2 separate regions of the Rattus norvegicus genome follow, and region 1 is linked to region 2. Evidence: chromatin contacts called from public Hi-C data. All regions are on one chromosome and are shown on one strand. The core of a region is the stretch at or near the end of the contact, and the rest is flanking DNA. Distances in the headings are between cores, read along the strand shown.

Region 1 (7,120 bases), core at 675-3,174, 80 kb after region 2:
TGCCACCGCCCCCAGCCTATGGGTAACAGGTTCGCAGGTGACACCACGACCATATTTCACCCGCTGAGCTGCAGCTTCCTCCCTGAGAAGGTGCTTATTTTTTAGTGCGTCTTAAATAGGAGGCTGCAAAGTGTGTTGTCAGCGCTTTTTAAATGGCTTGTTAATGCCTCCGCAAAGCTCAGCGTTGGCCAGAGAAGACAGCTCACTCTCCATGACATAGTCACCTCAAACACAGCCTTAGCTCCACACAGCCATGATCAACCCCACTGCACTCGGCTGTCGAAAGGCCCAGGAACAAAAGTATGCTCCAAGCCCACCCAGGGCAACTCTCTGGGGATTCAGAGTAGCACCCTGCCTAGTAGCGAAAAGATTGCTGACTTTGTAGCTTGGTGGCCCGTGAGCAAATCTTTAGTTGGCCACTTACCAGCTGTGTGACCAAGGACCAGGCACCAAACCTCTCAGAATGCTAACTCCTACCTCATGGTTGCTTGAATGGTAAAAGCAGGTAATACATCCTGGGTCACATCTGACTTTTAAAAAGTTATAAAAGGTTGTTTTGCTGGGGATGGAGAGATGCCTCAGTGATTAGGAGCACTGACTGCTCTTTCGGAGGTCCTGAGTTCAATTCCCAGCAACCACATGGTGGCTCACAACCATCTATAATGGGATCTGATGCCTCTTCTGGTGTGTCTGAGGACAGCGACAGTGTGCTCACATACATTAAAGAAATAAGTGCATCTTTCTAAAAATGTTTTGTTGTTACTGTTTGTTTTGTTGTTGCTGGTTTGTTTGTTTGTTTTTGTCAGAATCTCAATATTTATCCCAGGCTGGTCTGGAATTTGCTATGTAGACTAGGCTGGCCTAGTATTCACAGAGTTCCAGCCTATACCCAGAGGCCTTCAATAATGCAGGATGCATGCCGTGGGTTTGGTCCAGCCTCGCAGGGCAGGAGCAGAGACCAGGAGCTGTGATGACATGAGGAGGGGTGTTCTGTGGGGGAGCCTTTCCAGACCCAACAGAGGCTCCCACATCCGGAGAAGGGAAAACCACAGAGGAGGCGCCCTATGCCTGCCCACTTGGGGGCTTGGGGTATGCGTGGGGTGGGGAGCAGCCTGTTTTCTTGACCAACCACTTCAGCTGTGTGACCCAGGAGACATTGCTTCCCTCTCTAAGCCTCCCTGAGGAGGTCAGAGACCCAGTACAGCCTCATAGCAGGGTGCAGCCTGAGGCAGCTCAGGCGTCCTCACTCCCCTACCTGACTGGGCAACTGTGACTCCCAACAACTGTTGCCGTCACAATGCCATAGTGGGCACTGCACTTCTGGGCTGACTTGCCCTGTCCTGGAGACGCTCCCAGGGTGGGTGGGATTCGGTGAAGATAGAGAACATCAGGGTAGTCATGACACCTGGGGCCGGGTCCTGCACACTTTGCTGTGCCTGGCTGGTTGCTAACCCTCATCCTCATTTATCTCGGATAAGAGGCGCACTTTTCACCATTAAGGGGAAACTGAGGCTTAGGGCGGAGTCCTGACCCCAGTCCTCTGAGGCCACAGCCAGCAGACTGCGCCTCTCTGCATCCTAAGGGACCGAAGAGATTAGTCTCAGAACCTGTGGCTCCCACCGGAGCCACCCATCCTTAGACATCAGTGTCTCCAGCTCCAGCCCCACCCCCTGGGCACCAGGAGGCTGCGACAGGGTGAGGAGGAGCCACAGCCTGATAGCACCCTCAAGGCAGAAGTGAGGTAAGTAGGGGCGCGGGGGTGGAGGCGAGAGAAGGAGACAGATCTCGGGTGCGGCTCAGCGCTGTGATTTTTCCCGGTTATATTTTTAGATGGACTACTTTCTCTCCCCTCCCCCTGCCTCAGTAGGAGGAGGAACACAGAAATAGCCGCTGTGCGTGTCTGAGCCGGGCTATATATAGTGGGCACAAAACCCAGCTGCCCAGGGCTTCTCCCACTCGCTGCCCTGAGCAGGAGCAGAGGGGGAAGGGGAGGCCCTGTCCTCCTGTCCAGTCAGTGCCACTAGCTCCCACAGACATTCAACTCTGCCAGCACCCTTGGGCACACAGGTGGCTGCCGTCTCCCTGCTGACCCCCCACAAGGGGTATCCTTTGGGAGGCCTGGAGTGTCCAAGAGGCTTGATTCAGGGAGGACAGGCAGATGGCAGAAGTGGGCAAGAGGCTAGCCAATGAACCTGGCCTTCTCTACTCCACGCGTTCTCCGGCCTCCTTAGCAGAAGGCATAAATCATACCCAGAACATTAACTCAAATGTGTCTGTCTGGTCCCCGTGATTTTGATGGGAAAACCAGAGTCCAGGACTAGCCTAAGGGTCCCTTCCTTCTGCACTCAGCTTCGTCATTTCTAAAGTGGAGATGAGGTCAGCACAGGCCACTGTAGACCCAATGAGGCAAGCACGTAATGTCCCTGAGGGTGGGCATCCCTAACTAAAAAGAGATTCCCCAAGTTCCCAAGTCAATGAGTCCCTAGTCCCCCTTTAACCAGAGCCCCACTTGACAAAGTGACTGTCCTGTGGGTGAACTTTTGTCTCTTACCACAGAGCAACTAGCAGGCCTCCGAGATGCCATTGCCTGATTGGCAGACATTAGGTTGATAGTGGATGGCGGAGTTGAGCTGCAGGCCAGGTCTCTTAGGGGGCCTTCCTACAGACCACCCTGACTATATGGAATATCACAGCAAAGGGAACAACAACATCCTCATGACTTTGGGCTGCTCCAGAATGCCCGGAGCTGACTTAAGTGTGGCTCCTCCAGAGGCAGGTCCAGTGAGCTCCACCAGCTTCCTGTCACAGAACCCAGGTAGAACAGAAGCTTGTACACTTTGGGGGTGTCAGTTTCCCCATCTTGCTCCTAGCACAGATCTAAGTACACCATCTTGTTTAACCCTACACTGTCCCCATTATAAGAGAACAATGCTTATTTTACAGATAGGGAAACTGAAGTCCGTGGCAGGGATAGACCACAGAAAGTAATAGGCACAACCTGTGAACCCTGATTTTCAGGTCGCCCCAGGAGAGACAAACCTGTACCTCTCAGACCTGTGAAGTCCAGGATCCAGAGTAGTGTGGACTTCTGCGTTGAACAGCTGGCTTGAACAATTCCTGATCATGGCTAATGGCCCAAGAGTACCATACCCAGCAGGTCCGACATATCACAGTTAGGGAATACTAGTGGTCATCTACCTGCCTCACCCCCACCCCAAACCTTAGAGCCCCAGTGCCACCACCTCCTCCTCCTCTTCCTTCTCTTCCTTCTCTTTCTCCTCCTCCTGCTTCTCCTTCTTTCTGAGACAGGGTTTCTCTTTGTAGCCTTGGTTATCCTGGAACTTGCTCTCTAGACCAGGCTGGACTGGAACTCATAGAGATCCACCTACCTCTGCCTCCTGTGTGTTAGGATTAAAGGTGTGGGCCACCACTGCCCAGCTCAGACCATTCTTCTAGCTACAAAGTTCTCTTTGGTTTTCAAGAGTTGGCTGAGCACCAAGATGAAAGCCAGCCATCTCTCAATGGTACATGTGGGACTCTTCACTGTCATGTGACTTCAGCCAGAGCCCAAAAGTGCTCACTGAAGCATTAACTCCAACTGTTCAGCTGATTCTGGGCTGCTGGTCTGGCATAAAAACTCTCGAGGCCTCTTCTTTGTCACAGAGTTACTGGCCACACTCATGACAATAGATATTTGGGAATAGGAGAAGCCCACCTCCCTGCAAACTCACACCGTCCTGGTGGACTGTGAGCACTGCCTAACCTGGGAAGGAGGAAGTGACGCATAGACAGACACTATATGAAAAGTGTGGGCAAGCACGGGCATCCACTGAAAATGGCCAAAAAGCCTAAACATCCAACCAGCCATGACAGAATTCCCAGAAGGCAGCAGAACAAGGTTTATGGGTTAGATCTGGTGGTACGCTGGTCATGACACTAAAAGCTCCTACTTGAAGAAGGAAGATCCAGGTGGACTGTGTGAGGTGGTCGTTGGGGCCGTGGCAGCCCACAGCTACAAGCCCAACAGTAGGAAGCAGAAGCAGGAGGATCAGGAGTTCAGTTCATCTTCCACAACATGGCAAGTTCAAGGCCAGCCTATGCCACATGAGGACTTCTCATTCTGAAATCAAACAAAGAAACCCAGAGAAACAAAGGAAGTGGTGACAAGCAGCCAGGTGGCTCTGAAGGCTCTTGCTTTGCTACCCTGGTAAGCCTAGTCCAGCCCTGGGAATCACATAAAGGGAAAGGAGGGCATTGATGCCTCAGAGTTGTCCCCTGGCCACAACACAGGCGCCATCCTATGTGTGCCCATGACTACATGTGAGTGCACACACACACACACACACACACACACACACACACACATTCATAATGATAATAGCATCTTCTTAGGTAGTGAAGGGCCACTGGGCCTGGTGCACACCTTTAATCCCAACACTCAGATGCAGAGGCAGGTGGATCTCTGTGAGTTCCAGCCCAGCCTGGTCTACCATGCAAGTACCAGGACAACCAGAACTCCATAGAGAAACCCTGTCTCAAAAAAATAGAAGTGATGGAAGAGGAGAATGCTAGCCAAGAGCTGGCAAGGACATGGGAAAATTCAAATTTTACACATTGTTGGTAGGATGGATACAAATCAGTGCAGGCAACTGGGGAGGAGCAGAGGGGGTGTGCCTCCAAAATGTTAAGATAGAATTCTTAAGAACCAGCAATCTACCTCTGGTTGGATATCGGAGAGAACAAAGAGAGGACATCGGAGACATTTGCCACCCAATTTCTTCAGCACTGTTCCTCAGCGGCCAGGACGAAAGAGCAGTGTATTACTGGTGAGCAGAGAAGCATCCGGGTGTGCACACAGGGTGGAATAGTAGTCATCTTTCAAAAAGGAAGAAACTCATGTCTTACGGCACAATATGGAGGGACCTTGGCAGTATCGTGCTTCTCCTGAACTACAGGCGATAAGCCAGTTACCAAAAGGACAACATAAGAAGTGGGCCCCTTCCCGGTACCTTTCCGCTGAGTCCAAACTACTTGATTTAATCCCCTATTTTGCCCCCTTACAGATGGTTTAACTTCAGGCAAGTTACTTAACCTCTCTGTGCTTCTGTAATAGCAGCTCATGGGGTGTGGTGAGGATTAAACCAATAAATATCTGTGATGTGCTCAGAACAGCACCTGGCACACAGCAGGAACTTGGAAGCCTGTTATTACTGTTGCTGTGCCATTGCTGTCCTACTTTGCAGGGCTGTTGTGAGGTCTGGGCTTGGCCAAGTATGTAGAAGGCATTCCTAACACAGGAAAGCCCACCTATTATGATGCCAATGGTCCATCTTGTTTGCATCTCTTTCCTCAAAAGGCTTTACACACACACACACACACACACACACACACACACACACACACAGAGCACGCACGCACGCATGCACACGCACACAGAACACAGGTAACATCGGACAGACGTAAGACCAACCTTTGAAGGGCTCAGCACCAATGGGGCAGTAGACCTGGCTCACCCCGACCCTGAGCATCTGTAGAGTTGGAAGGGGCACAGAGAGGGTTGAGCCAGTTCTGGTATAAGCCTGGAGGCCAGACCCAGACTGTGAGGAATGCAGAAGTTCTTGAAGAAGAATGAAATGGAGCAACAATGGCTTGGGTCCAAGCTACAGATGGCCAAGCCTAGCTAGGTAGGCAAGACAGAGTCAGGGGCAAGGGATCTTGGAGCTGAGGCCTATCCACACCTCTGGCCAGATGGCCTCTGCCTGGGGCAGCAGAGTGCTCTATGCAGAGAGAGCTTCCTTCTCCCTGGAGCAAGCCAGAACCCAGAGGGTGCCTGCTCACTGTACCCTGCCTCCCCCAGGCCAAGTGCCAGTGACTAGATGACAAAGTACTACTTAAGCCTCTGCCCAACTCCAACCAAGGACTCCAGGTCCCTGTGTCCCCCCTTCCCCAAGCTAAAACATAAACCTTCGACTCCACAGGTCCGGCTGTCAGGGTGGTCAGGAGGACAGAGGCAGGCAGTCACCCACCATGTCACTGTCCCCAGTAACCCTCCTTTCTAGGAATCCTGTCCCCGGAGTTGTTCTGTTGCTGTCCCACTGCAGGCAGCACAGACACATAACTCCCATTCCCCGTTTCACTCCGGCCACCAAGAACCATAGCCGGCATCCTACTCCATGATCCCACGTTCTGACATCTCCCGTTTCTCTGTCCTCTACTGCACACTGGCTATTTTTATGCCACAGTGTGGTTGGGAGTCCTCACAAATACACAACGATATAAAATGGGTATGAGCATTACTAAATCTGTGGGAATGTGGCTTAATGGGTACAGTGCTTACTGCAGAAGCATAAGGGCCTGGGTTTGAATCCCCAGCACCCACATAAAATGTGGATGTGGTGACATATTACTGCTATTCCAGCACTAGGAGTGGTCACAAAGATGTCTGGATCCCAGGGAACCCCTGATCAGCCAGTCTGGCCAAAACAGAGAACTCCAAGTCAGCAAGGCCTGTCTAAAACAATATAGAGCTATAGAGGAAGACACTGAGAGTTGACCTCTGGCCTTCATATGTTCACATGTGGGCAGATGGATGCACCCTCCATGTGTGCATATACCATACATACACACAGTTCCTAAATCCATTAAATGTCAGTCCTCCACCCCCATGCCAGACCCCCTGCTTGGTCAGGCAATAGAAAATCTAGGACTGATATATTGAACAAGGGTTGGGGTGGATTGGGAGGCAATAGCAGGCTCCATGTCTAGTTACACAGAGGAACCAGGAGGGTCCCTGCTCCCTTCTTAGGATAATCTATAGCCCTGAAGCAACTCTGACAGCTTCAAGCTCACCGACTGCGTATAAACACGCCCAGCTTCATGGATACACTTGCTTGTGCGGGATGTGTTTTAGCTTCGAGAAGGCTCTCCGTCAGGCACAGCTCCTCTACCTTGGGCTTCTAAATTCTAGAAATGTTACAAACAAGTTTCTTTCCCTCCCAAATTACCCAGTCTCTGGAACCATGTCCCTGAATGGACTAAGACACACAATGTCAGCAAAGTGGGGTGCTGCCCTGACACGGCTAAGATGGGCAGAAGTGAAGAAAGGCTGCATGAAAGAGGA
Region 2 (6,469 bases), core at 2,505-5,004:
AATTGAACCCAGAGCATCAGGCACATTAGACAGGTGTCCTACCATTGAGCCACAGCCTCAGCCCCAAAGGCAAGAAGCAAGAGAAATCTAGGCACACAATGTAGGGTGGTAATTGTCTCAGTAAAAGGAGTCGAGGGTGAAGTGTGGAGAAGTACGCCGGAAGAAGAGAAGTCTAATCGCTGCAGTCGGAGAGTTGGGTCACATGTTCACTATGCTATCACGAGCACCACTACGATTTATTTTATTCATTATTTTTGTGTGTGTGTCACTATGTGTAGCCTTGGATAGCATAAAACTTACTATGTAGACCAGGCTGGCCTTGAATTCACAGAGATCCACCGGCCTCCACCTCCCAAGGGCTGGTATGGCGGGGGTGTGTCACCACGCCTTGGCAAGTACTACTATCTTTAATACGAATGCATGGATCAACAAGTTAGCCGGCTAGGCCTGGACCAGTAGGCACAGCTTCCACCCATGGTCAGGAGGAGAGCACTTTAGAGTGAGCTCACGCCTCCAAGATGGGGGCCTTTGACAGGTCACTCCGCCCTTCTGTTTGTTTTCTCACCTATAAAACCACATCTCAGCACCACCTACAATGAGAAAACCGGAAGCACATAGCTGATATAAACTGAGTAGCTGGTGCTCATTAAGCACTCACTGTGCGCTCTGCATCCATCTAAGCGCACTCATTGTGTGTATCAGCACACTTAATTGCCATCACCTCCACTAAGGTAGAGACTGGTTAACTCCACTTTACTGGAAGGGACATGGAGGCCCAGAGAAGTTAAGTAAGTTACCCAAAGTCACAGAACTAGGCAGTGGTGGAGCTGAGGCTCCCAGGTCCACTCTCACCGTGAGGTGGGTGACACTGGGGACGCTGTACACTCAGCAGAGCCTCTATTGGCCCACGGCACTCGGAGATAAGCACTTATCCGTTCCTCACACAGAGGTCAGAATCAAGAGGCCTCAAACCTGTTTAGAAGTGACCCTGCCTTTTCAAAGCTTCCTTTGGAGAGACCCCTTACTCTAGAAACCCCCAATTCCCGTGTCACTGCAAAACCTGATGCTACGTCAGGACTCGACCAGCTCCACAGAGAAACTCCCACTTCTGGAGCACTGTGCGTTGGCTCTCTCCAGTCTACCTGGGACATTTTTAGTGCGTATCTAGCTCTACTCATTCATGCAGCTAAGGAGTCTATGTCCCCTCCAGGTTGCCCTTGCCAGGAGGTCCTAGGGCCTCATGGCATCTTTCCCTCGTCCAGAAGGTTGCCTAGATACTAGGGTAACCCACGAGGTCTACCCAGGAGCCAAGCAGGCAGCTCAGCGGGATGTTCAGAATAAACGCATGAATGAATGGGCTGCTATGCCATCATCTGTGAAACCAATGTGGCTCCTTAGAGCTGCGGGCACTAAGAGCAGCTAGGGGAGGCTTTTGGAAGGAGAGGGCCTTTTAGGAAGGGATGCTAGACCAAGCCAAGAGAGGATTCAGGCATATGGGGAAGACTGGTAGGGACAGAACAAGATCCAGTCAGTAGGCTTGTCCTGGGAGGGGAACTTGGGGCTGGAAAGTCATACACACACAAAAGCCAGACCAAGATTCTCGCCTGCAGGGCCAGCCTTCTGCTTTCACAGGCACCTAACAGTGGTTCAGCGAAGCTATCAGAACACAGGACCTGCTCAACTTTTTTGCTAAGCAACAGCTCATTCTGGGGGAGGAGGGCAGGGGTTCTCTAGAATTCTGAGTTCAAAAATTAAAACAAACATACAATTGTCTAGATTGAGAAATGGATGTTTAGAGACGGATGGAAAAGATGAGTCCTCAGGATCAAAGAGGATCGTGACAGGTAGACGTCTCTCTACAGTCTTCTCAGGCTCGAGGATCCCTCCACTCACAAGGCATCAACCTCAGCATGCAGCACACACCCATCCCGTAAAGGCTGCTTCCTAACCCTCACTTGCTCCAGGTCTAGGAAACATCAGGGTATGATGGAGCTCTGCCCAAGGCTGTCTCATATACACTTTAGCTAGGGATGGGGGAAGGGACGTAGAGCCAAGAGCCCCACCAGGTGTGTGGGGGGTCCTGCCCTTCTTAGGCCGGGTGGTTGGGTGTTGCCCTCGGGTCTTCTGAGGCCGTGTGCCTTTTCCCTGGCACCTTCAGCATGGCTCCAATGCTTTCTTTGCCTCTCCTTTCTATCACCTCCCTCTTGCCTCCCAAGCAAACCATGTGCCAGCACCCTCCCAGGGGTTGAGGACTCTGTACCCCTCTTGGCCCACACAAGGACAAAGGGCCAGGAGCAGTGGAACACCCACCACCCCTCATTAGCAGTCCTCAGTGGGGCCAGGTAAACCCCAGGATCTCTGCCAGCTTGGTGCCCCTGAGCTCCCTTGGCACCAAGGCCCGTGCTAAAGTCGTTGGCATAATGGCCAGCAGGGCTGAGCCCAGAGCCGGGAACCAGGAGAGCTGGGCGCCCTCTGGCTGTCCAAGCCCAGCCAAGGACTGAGGAAAGGCTGGGCTGGCAGAAAGGGGCTGGCCCAGATGGTCCTGCCCCCACCGCAGCCTCTTGCACTCCCACCCACCAGGGCAGAGCTGTTCCCATCTTCCATGTGCCCCAGTCGCCACTGCACCCACCCACCACAGGGCATTTGAGAACAAAGGGGAGGTGCAGCCACAACAAGAGCTGGTCAGGGGCTGGTCAGGGACCCCAGCAATAAGAGACCTCAGGGGACTGCCCACCTACCTGGCCCCACCCCTCTTCAAAGTGGGACCCACCCAGAAAGAAACATCTGGTTGTCTTAGAGGGCAGGAAGCCCAAAACCCACCCGAATAGGGTGTGTTTGGGGGACATACACAAGAGGCTCCTTCCTCACCTCCCCCTTCTCAGCAGGCTCCCACTTCCCACCCATTTCCCTCGGTATGAAAAGTGGGGCAGGAGGAGGTGAGAAGCCGGGCTGAACGCAGACAAAGGGGAGCCCCGAAGGTTCCTGGGTCTTCCTCAACTGGACTCCCCCCCTCCCTTTTCTTCCGCCCTCCACCTCCCTTTCACCCAGGAGGAGCGAGAAAGGAGCCAGAAAGAGGCTGACAAGGCTCTTGTGGAGAGAGGGGCAATCCGAGCAGGAGCTTGGGGAGAAACTGTTTGCTAGCCGTGTCCCCAAGCGGGGGGGTGGTCTCTGGTCCACCGAAGGAGACTCACCCAGGGCTCAGAGAACGTATCCTCTTAGGTGACCATTGCCCAGAGTGGGAGAATGATTTAGGGGGCACCAGGGCAGGAATGGAAAAGAATGGTAGGGATGACCACGGGTCCCAGCTTGCCAACCTGGGATCTGTTAGGACCGGCGGAAGGGAAATGGGAAAATCATTTGAAACTTGAGGGTCAGGCCTGCGACCCCAAAGGGGGTCTGGGTGGTACAAGGTGTCCTACATAGCCCCAGGAGGGTGAAGCCTGGGCCGACAGCAGCTCCCAGAGGCACTCGCCGCAGGGCTGCCGACTCGGGCTCGGCCAAGGCGAAGGGGCTCACCTGCATCTCGGGCGCGCTGTCCGTCCGCTCGGCTTGGTCACCAATCGCATGTCTCTCTTGCCGGCGCGGCCCCAGCCCCAGCCCAGCCCCCCTCCTCCGTCTCCTCCTACAACACCTCCGCCCGGTCCGCGCGCCCTCGCAGGGCTGGCTTTCCGTCTGTCTGTCCCACGCGGGCGGGAGCCCAGCCGGCCCTAGGGCAGGAGCTCAGGAGTCGGGGGCGGAGGCTGAGGCCGCGGCCGCGGCGGGCTGAGAAACCGTAGCTCTCAGGACGCCTGTCGCGGGCTCCCGGAGCCTGGTTCTGTCCCTCGGGCCGGCCGGGAGCGGCCGCCACCGCCTCTACCGCTGGGGCCGGGGTCGAGGCCGGGCGTTCTCCGCAGCGGTGCCGGGGCCAGGGCTGGGGCCGGTGGACAGCTGCTGCGCATGCTGCTCTGAGCCCCGCGTCGGGAGAGGGGCCCGAGCGGCGCGGGTGGGGACTCCGCGCGCTCCGGGACCGGGACCGGTCCAGGTCCGGCCGCCTCCTGAGCAGCCGCCCGCTCCGGCTCCCGCGCCGGCTCCCGCTCGGGCTCCGCGCTCTGCCGCGGCGTGGGGAGGGAGCGAGAGGAGCGAGCAGCGAGCCAGGGAGGGAGGAGGGACAGAGGGAGGGAGGGAGGGAGCTAGTGAGCGAGCTCTGGAGCGGGGCGGGGGAGGAGAGAGAAGGCGCGGCCGCAAAACCTGGGTGGGGGTCCTTCTTTCAGAGAACCAGGCGAAGATCGAGGAGCGTCCCGGCAGCTGCCCAGAGCCCAGGGGGCAGCGAGAGTGGCAGCGGGGCACAGACGAAGAACGCTCCCGGGCCGGCGCCCCCGCGCTCCCGCCCTGCACCACGCAGGGCCCCTCTGGGTCCCAGGCTCCAGCAAGTCTTAAGCCAGCCCAGCCCGCGGTCTTCCCAGAGTGCGTGCACCTATTGGCGTGTGATTTGTCTCTGGCCACATGCGTGTGCATGTGAGCGCGTGTGTTCACACGTGTTAACTGGGGTCACTGCACACTGCCATGTGGACCGACACACGCACGTGGACAGACAGGGACCCCCACCTGGCCACGGTTGTTTAGAGGACGGCTTGAGGAGGGTCAGGTCTTGACCCCTCCTCTCGAATTGTCCAGGACACTCCCCCACTCCCCACAAGACACCACCACCACCACCACCACTTCCTAGGGATCTTAGGGCGAGGCCGGCCGCTGGGACGCACAGGAAGGGGATGTGGAGGCCGAGCTGGCTAAGTGGGTCTACCCGGGGGCCAGGTCTAGAATTGCTTTAGCATCCTAGTCTCCACCCCGTAGGGTTTCCTGTCCAGCAGAGGGCAGCAGGTCTACCTGGAAGGCTCCGGACCATGACACTCTACTAAGTGACCAGCAGAGGGGAGTATAGACCCTTAGTCTGGGCTCAGCTATTTACCATCTAACTCCCTAAAATAAATACTGAGTTTGGTGGTTACCACATTTCAGATGACTCCAAAGAATAAGACCTTTATATCGAGACCCAGACTGTTCTTGGGCCACAGATCAGAGACTAGCCTGGCAAGGTGGCCTGGTAAGGGCTGCGGTGTAGGCAGGCAACCCTTTGGGACCTCACATCCTTCTACAGTATCTCTTTCCATCTGCTTGAAGCCAGATGCCCCTTAAAACCATGCCAGCTTTATTAGAATAACCATCAATGAAGACACCACAAGGCAGAGTTCCCTTCTCCCCATTAGCACCTCAGAACTCCCGGTAGTTTGTAGGCAGGCAAAGAAGGAAGCTGTGCAGGGCAGGAAGAGACCAGCGCAAGGCCTGTGCCTTTCTGGGGTGGGCAAAGATCCCGTTCCCAGTGCCTTGTTCGCCTTCCAAGGAACCAGACTGGCATTTCAGAGATGCCTGTCTGTCTTGGAGAGGCCAGCTTCAAGTCCCCACCCCCAGCACTGTCTTGATTTCCACAGACCAGCCTCACACACATAGTCCAAAGAGTTGCACAAACCTGTTCCAGCGAAACCGATCCTGGATACCTCTCAGCCTCACTGGCAGACCACTGCTTGGGACATTCCTGCCTTGTCTACATCCATCCTTATCTCAGGCCTACCTAGAGCCCCTTCCCGCAGGTGTGGGTGCTGCTCCCTGCATCTTACATTCTTCTTCCAACAACTTCAGGAAGAGGCACCACTACTCCCCTGAAATAAAGAGCAGGAACCCCAGGCTCGGAAAGGTTACGTGACTTGGCCACGGTCACACTGCTTGTAAACCGTGGAAAGGGAATTTGAATGGCTTTCCAGGGCTGAGTAAACCAGTGGGAGGCAGGCTTGGCAGAGGGACTTACTGGTAGGAGGGGAGGTGGGGCGGCCACACGAGTCCCCTCCCTTCCAGAGACTAGCGCAGGCGGCTCATGGGTCCCCCATTCCGTGATCCTTGCACCCCCTTCCCAGTCTCCCCAGCTCCCCCACCCCGGCTGTTTGTGAGTTACCGGTGAGCTCCCGCCCTCCCTCGCCGCCTCCTCCCACAGCCCGACAGGAATAGACGCTCCCTAGCTCCTGCGTAAAGGCTCTGCCAGACCCGATGCGGGGCGGGGGGCGGGGGCGGGGGCTATTCCTGGTGCGGCGACTGACGCAGGCAAGGCGCGGCCACCGCAGATCTCCACCCCCGACTCACCTGCTCCCTGCCTCAGTGATCTGGTCGGAGAAATGGGGGAGAGTCCATCGGCCCCATTGTCAGTCTCTAGTTTCTAGATGAGGAAGCTGGTGTGCTAGGCTGATATCTTGTGGTGCCCATCTACCCATCTTCCTTCGGTGTCCTGGGGCGATGGAGGTGACACCCCAGCTACGTTGAGGTCGTACTCCTCCACTGTAAGGTAGCCCAGCCATAGCTCTTTCTCTATGTCTCCTGAAGAAACGGTCCCTCTCAGGTTCTCAATCTTACTCCACCAGAGGAAACGATGGGAAAGGGGGCTTGG

Evidence for each region. Hi-C and Micro-C count contacts between places; a contact is called where the count stands out from the background.
Region 1: a Hi-C map of frontal cortex shows a contact between it and region 2, with 2.2 times the contacts expected there. The contact joins the enhancer-like site here to the promoter of Lingo1 in region 2. A contact is called at or near these places in 3 of 12 Hi-C or Micro-C datasets (Schwann cells, frontal cortex and prefrontal cortex).

Annotation. Positions count from the first base shown.
Region 1 is chr8:66,002,252-66,009,371 of GRCr8, forward strand. It overlaps a transcript of Lingo1 not described here. Among named protein-coding and RNA genes, the nearest start is that of Atp5mgl1, 39 kb to the right of the region's middle. Within about 2 kb of position 1,925, at least 11 of the 93 cell types and tissues checked have an H3K27ac peak or open chromatin away from gene starts, as enhancers often do.
Region 2 is chr8:65,920,412-65,926,880 of GRCr8, forward strand. It overlaps Lingo1 (leucine rich repeat and Ig domain containing 1), which reads right to left and starts at 3,755. Exons shown (of 2, transcript NM_001100722.1): 1 at 3,517-3,755. The coding sequence starts at 3,522.